Linked DNA regions of Mus musculus: region 1 is linked to region 2. A link is a contact called in public promoter capture Hi-C data. All regions are on one chromosome and are shown on one strand. The core of a region is the stretch at or near the end of the contact, and the rest is flanking DNA. Distances in the headings are between cores, read along the strand shown. Region 1 holds the start of S1pr3 (sphingosine-1-phosphate receptor 3). Region 2 overlaps Gm46414 (a long non-coding RNA gene).

Evidence for each region. Promoter capture Hi-C pulls out the DNA fragments that hold promoters and counts their contacts.
Region 1: a contact with region 2 is called in a promoter capture Hi-C map of cranial neural crest. The contact joins the promoter of S1pr3 here to the enhancer-like site in region 2. A contact is called at or near these places in 10 of 39 promoter capture datasets (the 3T3-L1 cell line, cancer-associated fibroblasts, cranial neural crest and 6 more), 15 of 484 Hi-C or Micro-C datasets (the 3T3-L1 cell line, the STO cell line, embryonic fibroblasts and 5 more), 4 of 115 datasets of contacts at active chromatin or transcription factors (craniofacial prominence, embryonic stem cells and large pre-B cells) and 2 of 9 other capture datasets (adipose tissue and embryonic stem cells).

What each region holds. Positions count from the first base shown.
Region 1 is chr13:51,403,436-51,410,463 of GRCm38.p6, forward strand. It overlaps S1pr3 (sphingosine-1-phosphate receptor 3), which reads left to right and starts at 5,183. Exons shown (of 2, transcript NM_010101.4): 1 at 5,183-5,510. All of the region lies in intron 1 of Gm32834 (a long non-coding RNA gene), which reads right to left.
Region 2 is chr13:51,350,215-51,357,739 of GRCm38.p6, forward strand. It overlaps Gm46414 (a long non-coding RNA gene), which reads left to right. Exons shown (of 5, transcript XR_001780947.2): 3 at 5,494-5,633. Among named protein-coding and RNA genes, the nearest start is that of S1pr3, 55 kb to the right of the region's middle. Within about 2 kb of position 5,162, at least 10 of the 459 cell types and tissues checked have an H3K27ac peak or open chromatin away from gene starts, as enhancers often do. A contact at or near this core is called in craniofacial prominence and second pharyngeal arch cranial neural crest, where this site is marked.

The sequences.
Region 1 (7,028 bases), core at 3,933-6,432, 53 kb after region 2:
CCCTTCCACCACCTTATCTGCCTGGCTCTTCCAAACCTTTCCCATTTAACCCTTCTCCCTAGTGTTCCCTTTTCTAGTTGCCCTCTGAGTTTGTATTTTTCTATCCATAGGCCAGCACAGCTCTCAGGCCTCATCTTAAGATGTTTCTTCGTGCCATGGATGGTGATTAACAAATAAATCTACAACCTGTCAAAATTCGGAGGGTAAGTGTCTGTGGAGTGTTCAGCTGCAAACCTGTGAGACACCTGGACCACACCCTCCCAAGGCTCAGTGCCCATCCAGAAAGAAGGGGTGAAAAGACAGTAAGATCCCAAGGTGTCTCGGACCAGGACAGGACCCATGAATGTTCACACTGTCTTTGGCTGCCTGCACAAAACAACTTAACATTCTAGGGAGGAGTGAGAAGGGATCCCTAAGTCCCGCCCCTAACTGAGGAGCTATTGGCAGTTGGTGGCTTCTGAAGGAGGAAGAGTCGGTTTTGTTAAAGCTGTGGCTCCTGGTAGGTCAACCAGATTCTGGTGGTTAGCTCCACATCTAGAAGTCTGTGGACAGCACAACTTAGGGTGAATGGATTATTAAATATTTTTAAAAGAGAACATGAAATTGGGGGGGGAGGTAAGGAGGTGGGGGATGGATCTGAGAAGAGTGGAGAGGGTGAATATGGCCAAAATATATAAATTTCCTCAAAGAACTAATAAAAATATCTTAAAATCCATAAATAAGATAGTGAGTGATTGAGGAAGATACCTAGTAGTGTCTACATGCATAAGGACACATGTTCACACATTTTTCACAACCCCACTTCACACACACACACACACACACACACACACACACACCCCACAAAATTAACATAAATGAATCAATAAATGCAAGTGGGAAAAATGGGGTCTGGCCATTTGAATAAGTATGGCCCCTGTGGGTTCCTATCTTTAAATGCTTTAGTCCCCAGGGAGTGGCACTACTTGAAAGGATTAGAAGGACTTGGGGGAGGGGTGGCCTTGTTGGAAGCAGGGCATCATGGGAGATAGGCTTTGAGGTTTCAAAAGCCCATGCCAAGCCCGGTGTCTTCCTCTCTGCCTGCAGATCAGGATGCAGCTTCCAGGGACTTCTCCAAGGACATGCCTGCTGCCATGCTCCCTGCCATGGTGACAATGAACTAAACCTCTGGAACTGTAGGCCAGCCCTCAGTTAAAGGCTTGCCTTCATAAGGGTTGGTCATGAGGTTTCTCTGCAGCAACAAAACAGTGACTAAGACCGGGAGGAAAAAGGAATTCTTAGACATTTTTGGTAGGAATATAAAGAAGTACAGATGCTACGAAAGAAAGAAAAAAAAAAGAACTAAAAATAGATCCAGCCTATGAGTCAACTGTCCTACTTCTGGGACTGTAACTAAAGAGGTCCTTGCATGGCATCACACACAGTGACAAAGACAGCTCAGGTCCCCGTCGCAGGCCAATGCTCTGACCATGGCTTCCCTTTCTCTTTTCTCTGTCTCTTGAGTGCTGGGATTGCCACTGTGCATGGCCATATTCAGTTTATACTGTGCTGGAAATGGAACCTAGGGCCTCGTGCACACTAGGCAAGCACTCGACCCACTGGGCCACATGCCCAGCTCTGCCTTGTCCTTTAGATCAGCATAAGGCCATGGAGGCACAGCTGCAGGCTGACTGGGTGCTGGAGGGGAGAACACGGCACAGTAAAAGACACGGGAAAGTTCCATCATATTCTACAATGCAAAGGCCAAGTCCAAACAGCTCTGCCCACATGCCGCCGGCACACAGCTGCGAGCTGTCACTGTAGGATAAAGACCTCAAGTTTGGGTTTCTCTACTATGAAGCTAACATGGGTGCATTTAAAACAACTCAATTATGAGAGACGGAATAGAATGAGAAGGCTGCTGTCCACACCAACAATAGCCTCATACTCTCACACGTATCACAAACACCACACACATAAACACACATCACACACCTTACCACACACTATACCCATATCACACATAAACACATGCATACACATACATCACACTACATACACATACTCACACGTCACTACAGATAACACCATGCAAACGTGTACGTTACACACCGCACACATCACAAACATACACATACAACACCATACAAGCACACTGTGCAAATGCACACTCACACATGCACACACACCCACTCCTGAGATGCACACATCACATACCACACTAATCACCACACTCATATCACAAGAGGGAGCACCTGCGCACGCGCGCACGCACACACACACACACACACACACACACACACACACACACTCTTCTCATTACAGATAACGCTGCACACAATCCACATCTCACGAGTTCTCATAGCACACACCACACAGACACGTGTCTATGAGTGTCTCTGAATACTGTCAACGTCTTTCTAAAACACAAACTGTGAGAAGAACAGTTCCTGGAACTCCTGGCTGACCTCAAGGATGACTACAGGACAGAGTAGGAGTGTGGTGATGAGGACAAGGCACTTTAGTCACTTGGCGTTGGCCGATGGCTGTCACGGAATGAACTCCCCTGTGAAGGCTGTGGCAGTGAGTCAAAGGATCACCGTGCTCCCCAATAGGGTCGTGTGGCACACAGGGCCATGCTCCATTCCACAAGCCCAGGGCCAGCTTCGAATACAAGGCCATCTCTCCCCAGATCTGAGTGGTGCGTACCGGCAGAGAGGAAGTGGCTTGAGGTTGTCTGTCAAGTTGCAGAGTGACCACAAGACCCAAGCCCCCAGTATTGTCTCAAGCGAGTTCCTTTCTCCCATGCTGCCTATCTACAATAAGTTCAGCCTTTTCTCTGGAACCATGATACCAAATGTCAGAGTGCTTCAGAAATACAACCCAATAGGACATAAACATGTATGAACATGCATGTAGCACAAACACACTCTCCGGGAGGGAATGACTCACACGTGGGGGGGGGCAATAAACCAAACCCTACGGAGTTAATGCCCCAGTCAAGTCTAAAGCCATATGCACTGCTGTGGGTAAGCCAAAGACAACCAGCAGGGAGGACTCTCTAACTACCGGGATTGGCCCTCGGTCTTCTGAACTGTCTATTCATGCCCACAGGGATCGGACAAAGCCTCCGCACGCTGGCCAGCCATATACTGCAGCAGACAGATGTTTATCTCACCCAAACATTCTCACAAGCATGCTGAGAATGGTGTTCAGGAAGTATGTAAGTCCCCCAAGGCTCAGGCCAGGGGAGGAAGCATAATCAGGCACCTGCTGACCTCTCCACGGAAAACCAACCGCTTCTTAGTTTCTAGCCGGAACTGTGTGATTGGTCAGCTCGCTAGCTCACACACTTTTACTTTCTGACACACCTGTCTGATTCTGTCCTTTCTGGGGATGGTTGCAGAACATGGATCCCCTCGTTCTGCTGTTCCTGCTGAGGTTATGAGTTGGTTTTTCTCTCATCAGCCAGCAACACCCAAGGGAAGATGCATTTGGAGAAATCTGCCTGTAGCGGGCTCTATGGACCTAGAGACCCACTGAGAGCTGAGTATCTGAGCTTTAAAGCCCAGATACAGAACAGCAGGAGGGGTAAGGTCACTAGCATGGTCCACAGAAGAAAGGTCTCCATCACAGCAGACAGGGGAGGGGCCTCCATCACAGCAGTGAGAGCTAGAGCCTCCATCAGAACAGACATCACAACAAGGAACAAGACAGGGAGAAGGAGGCCTGGACTGGGAAGATGGCTGCTTCTGGTTAGGAAACTTGGAGGGAAAAGAAACCTCATTGAAAGACAGGTTTCAGGGATACCACAGGGATGCTGTGGGTGGAATCACTCTTAGGAAAGACTGTCATTAGCAGTAAGAGCCCTGGTACCTCTCAGGCTGTGGGAGTCTGGTGTCTGAGGCTGGAGGAGCTGTCATAGAGAGACTCAGGGTCACCCTCTTCTATCCAGAGGACCATTTACCCGGGGAATGGAGAGACAGATGCTGTATAAAACACACCTCCAGCAGCCGGGGCAGTGATGGTGACACAGTGAGAAACAGCTAGAGCACCAGGCCTTTTTGTGGGGTTAGACATAGCGACCAAGAAACTGTTGTTACCCTGGCCTCAGGAAGTGGCTGCAGAAACAGCTACAGAAGCATCTTCAACTGTGGCCACCTCTGCTTTCTTTAACTGGATGCTGTAGGAGTCAAGTATACAGAGACACGCCCATTCTCACTGCACTTGGGGAGAGAACTAGCTTTCCCCAGCTGTGTCCAAGACACTAGGCAAATTTGGGAGGCTAGGCAGTAGGACCAGAGCTCAGGAGAATCGCGCTGCTACTGAGCAGCCAAGGCAGCTGGAGCTCTGCAGCCTGGCTCCTGTGACCCGGAGGGCTTGTGCGTCTCACCAGACAACAGAGAAGGCCAAGACCGGCCAAGAGCTGCCTTTACATGCCAGATGAATCCCAAGAAAGCGGTAAATTCATCTTCTGTAGGCAAGAAAGCCCCAGAGAAAAGGTAGCAGGGACCTGGAACCCTGCCTGCTCGGGAATTTAGCTGCGGTCTGCTTCCTCTCCCCTCTCCTTCCCCAAGCTGGTCTGGAGATCTTTTGCATTTCCTTTGTAACTGACAATTGTGCCTGCGGTTCCCCCCAAAGATTCTCATTTCTCCCCACATGGCCGGTGAGGCTTGCCCAGAGCGCAGGAGTAGACTGGGTACAGTTAACTAAGGTAGACAAGACACAGGAGTCAGGACCTGAAATGCACAAGAGGCTGGGGTCCCTGCCTTCAGCTCCGAAAGGGATGGGGGCAGGGGCAGGAGTCCAAAGGGGCAGGGGGCTTAGCTTACCAGCTCAAGCTGGTAGTCGGTTGATTTCAGGTTAAAGATAGTATAGTTAACACTGGTCACCTCAAGGTGAGTAACAGTATTAATAAGAATCCGCTCAAATCCTTCTGGACACTTAGGTAGATATCTACCCAAGCCCAGTTCTGCACCCGGTTAGGTATCTGCAGCTGCTGGGTTCTGGAGCACTTAAAATTAGCAGGATAGACGCAGAACCTTGGAGTCAGAGTATAGGTTTGGGGGTGGGGGTAGATGATCGGCAGAGGAATAGGGGCAGAGGGATACAGAGGGTTGAAGAGCCCCAGCCCGAGTCCCAGAGTCCAGACAGCGCGGATGCAGAGAAGTAATCCAGAGACTGGGCGGGGACGTAGCCCGAGGCGGGGACGTGGCTGGGAACCAGGGCGTATCTGGGGACCAGCCCGCGAAGCTCTGAAGCTTGGGTTAGGGGCGGCAGGAGGCGGGGTGAGTTTGGGCCCCGCCCCGGAGGGCAGTGGCAAAAGTTTGCCTTCGGATTCTCTGGGGCAGAGTCTGGGAGAACAAGTTCAGGGGCAGGCGACAAGGTCCGGGTGCTGAGCAAGGTGGCTGGACAAGCCTAGCGGGAGAGAAACCTGAGGCCACGAGCGACCTCCGGAGGAGCCCCTAGACGGGAGTCTTAGCTGAGACACGGCAGCATGCAACCAGCCCAGATGCGCCTTGCAGAACGAGGTGAGCGGCGGGACCGGATCCCGGGGTTGCACAGACCAGAGTCGCGGGTTGAGCGCCTGGGGGTTCACCCGAACCCCCTTTTTGGATAAAATTTCAACCAAGTCGGGGCACCAGAGTGACTTGGGCTCGCGAGTGCCTCGCTTCGGCCACCCCCTCCTGTTCATATCCCGGAGAACAGGACATAACCGCCTGTTGGAGCTGGTGGAGAGGTATAGGGTTCCTTTAAATAACAACCAGGGCTTTCTAAATGTGTTTGTAAACTCGGAGCAGAGTGAGCAGGCTGTCCAAGGGAAAGATTCTTGCTTTACTTGGCTAATTAAGAAGTTAGACAATCTTAGGAGAAGAAAACCTGGGCACTGGGAACGGCTGTGGGTTTTCCCTCTGGGAGAAAGCAAATGATTCTTTTAAGTTTTATTAGTGACAAAATTCCAGTTTTCTTAGCACTTCTCAAACTAGGCAATTAGGAGTGTCAGGCCTGGAGCTAGAAGACAAGGTGCCAGCAAAGTGATAATGAGAGAGAAGATTGGTGTGTCATATGTTCTTAACTGAAATAGAAGAAAGGGAAGGGTGACCATTAACCATGTGCCTGTACATGGTCTCTGCGTCCCTGTCTCTCCAGCCTTTAACAATCCTGACACCATGTTCCTTAGATTTGATGTAAAAGGGGGTTTCTCGTCAGCTGTTTAAAGGGAATCCTTTGCTTTAAACAAACACCTCTTCTTCTTGACACCCCCTCCTCCAAAGCCTCCAGAGTCACTCATTCTAAGGTCTGCAGCCAGAAGTCTCTGGTATTGCATATCACCACCTACAAAAATGTATCTATTCAAAGTTCCATCCTTTATAGACGAAAACCAAGCAGACAGGGAGGGCCAAGAGAATATAATTCCTAGAAAGTGGAGCAAGGGGTTGCATACCTCAGGTAAAGGCCTGGCAAGTTGTGGCTGTGGTCAGGGCTGTTTGGTTGAGGTGGTGGTGGTGGTGGTGGTGGTGGTGGTGGTGGTGGTGGTGGTGGTGGTGGTGGTGGTGGTGTGTGTGCCTGTGCGCAGGCGCTCTGTTTGGGTAGCTGTGGAGGAATCTAGATCTGTAAGCTTCTTAAGGGGGTGCAGAGCTCAGTGCTTGGGGGAGTATTGTGTGGCCATATACCTTCACATCAGATCTTTCCATCAGCAGACTGGCAGATGCTCTCATCTGGTCAGTGTCAGTCTGCCCACATACATCAGAGCTTGCCCTTAGGAAGCCCCCACTGGCATTTGGGGAGATTGACGTCATAACCACTTAGCATTTCCCCGAAGCCATTTGCTCTTTACACACACACACACACACACACACACAGCTACACACATACAAACACACACACACACACATGCATGCACATGCACATGCACATACACACACACACACACCATACCGAGACCCTCCTGGTTCTCTACCATATTTGGATGAAGGAACTCCCATTTCCTGCAAAGCTTTACGTACTGACTGACCTGATACCCTGCTTCCCATGAGTCAGGGACTGGT
Region 2 (7,525 bases), core at 3,912-6,411:
AGACTCAGTGAGTTTCTTGTGAGGACCATACAGCTGTGCAGTGATTCTCTGGCCTTGCAGCTGACCCGGGAGCAATAGATACACATAAGCAAATTTTCTGGGAGGGAATGCATACATCACACATTATTAAGAAGGTCCTAGGTCAAGCATAAGAACTTTATGGGAAGCCCTTGTGAAGCTAGTCAGACTGCTCAGAAACAGCTAGTGTGTGTGTGTGTGTGTGTGTGTGTGTGTGTGTGTGTGTGTGTGTTTAGTCTGGCTGACCATTGAGTTCCAAGTATTCTCCTGTCTCCGGCATCCTCATGCTGAGATTTCAAGTGCAAGCCACCATACCCCACTTTATATGTGAGTGCTGGAGAAATCCATCTCAGATTCTCATTCCTGCACAGTAAGCATTTCGCCAGCCGAGCCATCTCCTCAACCACAGAAACATTTGGCCTAAACGACGATCCAGATGCTCAGATTTGGTGGATGGGCATTCATTCTATGATCCGCTTCAGCATTCTCACGGACACCACAGATCACAGTCAGGGAGGTCTGCGAGATGTCATACTGCTGGCTGACCACACACATGGGTCGTGAAGCTAAGAAACCAGGGCTTTCGGGGATATATCCCAGAACTGTGGGCATCCAAGGCTTCTTTATACACACGCATTGCCCAATTGACCACACAGAGGGTGGCAAGCCTGCTTAGGGAACTGTCCAAGAAAACTCAGGCCATGTGGAAGTTCTGGTTCCATACTGTAAGATTCTGGTCCGTCTGTTCAGTGTGCTTCCATCTGGAAAATGAAAAAAAGGGAAGTCTCCCAAGACACTCGCCGTCGTCATGAGGGTCAGTGAGAGAGCAAGGGAAGTTTCCTCCACACAGAAGCACTTAAGGTCTGGGCTGACTTGAAAGTCTTGGGGCAGAAGGTGAGCAGGCAACTCCAGAGGCTCTGGTGCACATTTGAGGTGTGGCCAGTGAAGTGTGCACTGGTGTCTGTGCAAAGGATGGTGCTTGCAGGAGTCTTTCTACCACGTCAGCTCTGGGATTTCAACTCAGGTTATCAGGCTTGGTGTCAGGATCCTTACCCACTGAGCCATCTCATAGTCCTCAATCTACTGGTTCAAAGGTCAGACCCATCTAGAAATACCCAGAATAATGTCTGGGCAACTCATAGCCCTGTCCATTTGTAAAGCCATCAGTTTTTGTGTTAGAGAAGGCAAACGGTTACAGAGCAAGAAGACTGGAGGCTGCTTGTTTGTGTTCAAGCCCCAGAGCTGTTCTTGTGGATGGTGGAGGCAGCCATTCCCTTCAGTGGCCACTGAGGGAGTACAGTTGTCTTAGTTAGGGCTTCTCTTGCTGTGAGGAAACACCATGGCCAAAAAAGTGAGTTGGGTAGGAAGGGGTTTATTTGGCTTAAACTTCCACATTGCTGTTCATCACTGAAGTCAGGACAGGGTAGGATCCTGGAGGCAGGAGCTGATGCAGAGGCTGTAGAGGGGGGTGCTGCTTACTGGCTTGCTCAGCCTGCTTTCTTACAGAACTCAGGACCACCAGCCCAGGGATGGCACCACCCACAATTTTTACAGCCAGATCTTATAGAAGCATTTTCTCAATTCAGGTCCCCTCCTTCCTGATAACACTAGTTTTCGAGTCAAGCTGACACAAGACTAGCCAGCACAATGATCATAGGCACTGAGTGTGGACATGGACATTAAGTGTGGGCACAGACACTGTGTGGGTGGCAGGAGTGTGAGGCCGCTGGCTGCATTGCAATCTCAGTCAGGAAGCAGATGGGTGAATGCTGGTGTTCATCTCCTTTTCTCCTTTTTATATATATCCAAGGACTGAATCCCATCCCTAGGAGCCCAGCCAACCCCCAACCAGCCTAACCTAGAAACTCCCTCGCAGACATGTGCAGAGGTTTGTCTCCCAGGTGATTCCAGACCCTGTCGATCTGACAATCAATATTAGATATCACACCTTCTAGAACTTCTCACTAAGCCCCATCTCCTGAAGGAGCCATGCTGGGGACTGGTCTCAAACCTGAGTGGAGAGTATTCCTGATTCAAACTGGAACAAAGTCTTTGTAGGGGTGAATTGTTTGTCTGCTCTGCGCTCCCAGCAGGTGATTGTTGGATTCCAGTGCAGTTAGCTCCAAGTGGTGAGTGCACTTCTTGCCACCTGCCAGAGTTCTCTGAATTCATGAATGAAAAGACATATGCACAGTGTTATTTTCAATATTCTTTACTAGCTCCATGGCTGGGCATTTCCAAGCCTCCCCGTGGCTATCACACACTCCCCTCTGGTATTTCTGATTTAATACTTGCTAAGTCTAAATTTTATCTCTGCTACTCCAGACCCAACTGGGGGAGTGGCCCCTAGAGCCACTTTCCCGGATTCTTACATGTCTGCGGGCTTTTAAATCGGATCTTCAGCATCTTCCTCTTTCCTTCTGTCAGTTGTCCAGGAAATCTACAAGTCCGTCTCTCTGCCCAGCCATTGGCCCTTGGTAACTTTATTTCCCAATCAGAGTCAACTGGGGGCAGGCTTCCTTTAGCCTACCTGCAGAACATTGCAAACAGGTCTTTTGGGTAACACATTATCATGAGAACTCAAGGCGCTACAGTACTTGAACCTCCCAGCCTTCAGAATGAGACTACCCTTTCTGGTTCTTAGGCATTTGAACTTAGGTGGGGACTGAAAATCAGCTTCTCTTGCTGTCTGGCCCACAGACTCAGGTCTTAGACCTTATCAAGTCTCTGCCATCATGTGATCCAAGCCTTTACACCCTTGTGGGTCTGTGTCAGTAGACAGCTAGGCTAAGACACAAGGCCATCTGGGTTCGCTTTGAGTCAGTTCATGAGAGAATGTGGAGAGGGAGGAGCCCCAGGTGCTGTGGATATGTCTTGTAGAGCAACAAGCAAATCCCAGGGCACGAACAGAGCCTGAAACCTGAGTCAGGAAGGCTGCGGTACTTGACTATCAGTGCCCATGGGCAGAGGCTTCTGGATGACAACCCCCTACGTAAGCAATCTGGTCAAAGCCCACTGGAAAGGCTTTGTGAACCTGGTGTTCTGACTCCTTGGTAAGGATTGACCAGAGCTTCATAGCAACAGGAATGTCCTGAAATGTCCTGAAATGTAAATACATTACCTAGTTTCCCAGGAGTAAAGAGAACTTGGTAAGGCAGATTTGTTCTCAACCTGTTCTTTTTTTTTTTTTTATAGCGCCTGTAAATTGAGTTTAATAGTTATTTAATAACTCTATTAGTTATTAATATGACCCGGACAGGCCCCTAATAATCGAGTTAGAGTCCTTTGAAATTTTTAATCAGCTCTTGCACAACTACTGGGGCATTACTTCTAATCTCTTTTTCTATACACTAGATTGTCTACTTTCTAGATGCTCTCCCCAAGAACTTGCTGTTTGAGTCTTTTCCGGGTTACTTCTGCTCCAGCAGTCTGTCTTGGGGACCTCCCAGCCCAGTACCTGAAACTCTGCCTACCTCTATTCTTCCCAGTAATTGACTATGGCCACTTTTATTTAGCCAATAGCTTTGAACTGGAGAGCAATTTACATAGCATTACTCGGTGTACATGAAGATCTGCTTGTCTACAGGAGGGTCTGTTAGTCAGGGGGCAAACAGATCTTGGGAGCCAGTATTTAGCGTTTGCATACACAACACCAGGTCAACCCCCAACAGTGCTCTGTGGGGTGTGTGTGTGTTTGTGTGTGTGTGTGTTATGTTCCCTATCTGGGGCCAGTAAATGTTTCTTCATGTCTCTCCAGGAAAAGTCACACAGCATCATATGAGTTCTTTGTCTTTTTTCAAGGGCTTCTGTTTTCTTTTTAGTCTTTCTTTCACATTCTTGAGTTTTCATAGTAAGCTCACAATGCTTCTCTAATCTGAACAATTCATGGCATTAATAAGCAGGGACAGATGACTAATTGGAGACTCTGTGTTGTGTCACTAGTCAACAGAATGCACGGAACAGAAGCAGAGGTGTGACTGGGGTGGTGTCACCTCTGGTAACAAGTGTGGTGGCCCAATGACAGCCACGGACCTGAACTCATTCGTGGCTTGTTGCAATAAATGCCCTTCGTGTACTATATACTGTTTTAAAGTAAGGATTGATTCCGTTTTCCGCTAGCACATGTAGGGTTATAAAGATGTCGGAGCTAGGGCTGCAGTTGGCTAAGAGCACTTGCTGCTTTTTCTTCAGATAGAGTCTTACCCTATAATTTAGGCTGGCTTTGAACTCACTGAGATCTGCCTCTGCCTCCCCAGTTCAGGAATTACAGGTGCATGTCACCTTTATGCCAGGAACTTGTTGATTTTGCAGAGGACTGGAATTCAATTCCCAGCATCCACTAGGGTAGATTCATAATTGCCTCCAGGGGAGTATGCAACTCCTTCTGCTGGTTTCAGACACCATGCCCATGTGCATAAACCCACACACAGATACACACACGTAATTTTAAAAATGTTGAGGACTAGATGACAATCAGTAATCCTAATCTAAATAAACAAGCAAAAACAATTGTATGAGAATCTGCACTGTAGTTCTGATTGCATTGATGACATTGGAAACAGTCTACCTTTGTGCCCTTCTGTCAAGCTGCATTCACTGGGAACAACTGTTGAGCCAATAAGAGGAACACATTACTGATATTTACAAGGTAGATGAATCTCAGAGTCATTATTCTGAGCCACAGGAGTTAGAAATCAACCAGCAACAGATTAACAGGAAACCAAAACAACCAACCAACCAACCAACCAAAACAACAGATGTATAAAAGTTTATCAGAGGTGAGTACCCAATAACTCGATGAAATGTAGAAACTTATACCCTATTCCTCATGGAGGAGAGGGAGTGGTGTGTGTGTATGAAAGAGAGGGCATGTGAGCCCCCCCCCTCTCTGTGTGTGTGTGTGTGTGTGTTGACTGTGCTGAAGTTGGATGACTTCCCCAATCTCTTCCCATCTTGTTTCCTGAGGCATGGTCTCTCAGCTGAACCTGGAGTTAACCAACCCATCATGTTAAAGATCCAAGCCCATGTCCCCACTCCTGGGTGGCAAATGTGTCATCTGCGCACACACACACTCACATACTGGGCCAGGGGTGGGGGAAGTGCACCAGCAAGGCGAGAGAGGGGAGGTTCACAGTTCCCACTCAGTGGAAGCATCCATCCCTAGAAGCTGCTCCCGTGTGTGAGGTCAGCCTGAGAGATATTTTCACTGACATCCTAGTTTGTTTTGATTTTCAGTTGTTCTGCAGAAGTCAACCCTATTCTTCATGAAAAGGCTGAGTATCACTGTTTGTCACAGATGACAATTTTACCCTGGGAAGCTGAAACTGCCTTCCAAAATGTTCACTAAAGAACAGAGAATGTATCCAAATACAGACTCAGGAAAAGTACCTTCCCTGCATCTTTGGCTTTGTCAGAGCCAGAACAGTGGGTTGGTACTAAACACTGCTCTGAATCTGGTTTCAATTATCCCTGCAGGAGTACTTTGCAAGCTCCTAGATGCCTGTGCCTCCATAGCAGCCCTCCGCAGGATTCCTCTACCACCTCTCCAATGCAATAAGAGGCACATCCCAGTAAATAGAAGCCTGAACCCCCTTCCAGAGTTCAGCAGATGCCAGGTACGTGTACAGAAATAATCACCTTTAGAAGGAGCAGAAAGCTTTTTGAAGACATGTTAACACGTTTGTCTGTCTGTCTATCTATCTATTTATCCATCCATGTGTCTGCCTGCTTGTTTGTTTTGTGGCCCTGGGCATTGAGTCCAGGACCTTGCACATGTCAGGCAATCTTCTTCTACAGCGTTTCAAAGAACTTCATTCCCACACTTGACTTCAGACTCGTAGATGCCACTCAATATTATTTCACTTCACAGTGTCCTCACACACACACAATGTCTTCAGGAGAGGTCTTTGGCTGAGTTACATCCACAGCATCCTTTTTCCTTGCAAATGTCCAGAAGCCTTGTTAGCTGTTGTTTGCAGAACTTTGTGGATGGTATATTATACCGAGCCATCACTGGTAACAGAACACTAAAAATTCTTGTTTCTCTGGGTCTGGTGGTGACACGGGTTCCATCACTGGAGAGGCAGAGGCAGGAAGAGCTTGATTTCTAGGCCAGCCCGAGCCACTGAGTCAGACTCTTGTCTGAAACAAATGGGTAGCATAGTAATAACCAAATGCACTTGAGATGATAATTAAAATAAATAAAAATGACTTTCCCACTTGATCTTAGCCAAAAGGCCGAGAAGCGGTATGGCTTTCAAAATATATCAATTTTTATAAATATATACTTGCAAGTCGGTTGATGACACACTTTATGGCCTGTCTATGATTAAGGTCACCAGAGGTGGCTACGTTTTTGATAGTGGATGTTTCTAGATTGCCGGTCTTCAGCCTACCAGACCTCTCCTTCCTCATCTGCCCTCAAAACTGAACTTTCACATAGTTCAAAGGTCAGTAAGGATCACTGCAAGTCCAGTGACAGTTACTGATTTAAGACTTTGAAAAAAAAATACCATGAGTCTGAAAGACAGCAAAGGTTTCAAACTAGCGAAAAGGAATTAGAACTCGGAGATTTGCTTCTTTTAACACGGAACAGGACATTAGCTTCATTTAGCATCTTTGAGGAATTTTTAAAGAATCAAAGATTCTTTGTCCCTGTATCTGAAATGAGTGTGTTTGGTGGTTTAAAAAAAGGGGGGGGGGGAGGCTACACTGGAAAGAATTATTTTAGTTTCTCCTAAATCTTTCTTTAAACAAATATACCTTTCATAACATTGAATCAACAAATTCAAAAGTGTTGAAAATGAAGCACGGGGCTGTGGAGAGGGCTTGGCCAGTGAAGGTGCTTGCCACCAACCCTGACAGCCTGAGTTTGATGTCACAGCTCCAGGTTACAGAGCATCCTCATAGGGAAGTCAAGGGGCTAGGTTTTCCCATATCAATCAAAGTAAGCAAGACAAACCCCACCCACACACACACAAACATGCCCCCTGGCTAACCCGATCCAGGAGATACCTCACTGGGACTCTCTACACCTGGTCCCTGACAGATGAAACGGCTCATCACAACTGTCATGAACCTGCTTGTACTGTATGTGCAGAGGTCTCTGTTCTTATGGAAACAGTGATTTGAAATGAAGCATCAGAGACTCTCAGCGGCCTCCCACCAGCTCCCAGCAAGTACCAGAATAATCTCGCTTTGCATTCAATGATGCCAGAACAGTTGACTTCAGAAACTGACTTGCTGAGTTGACTTCCCCCAAAAATTGTGAAATGATTTTTGACTTGAGATCCGGACAAACTTACAGCAGTCTCTGGAGAGGTCTTAAACATACATTTGCCGTTTTGTGAAAGTGCTTGCCCTTCAACAGAGCTGAATTCTCAACACTGATGATTCTGAAATCAAAATACTGATCAACTCTAAAAAATGACAAAGATTTTTTTAAAGCATTTACACCCTGCTAGATCAGACCTTCAGCCCCGAATTAATGCTCTCTGTAAAGAGAGAC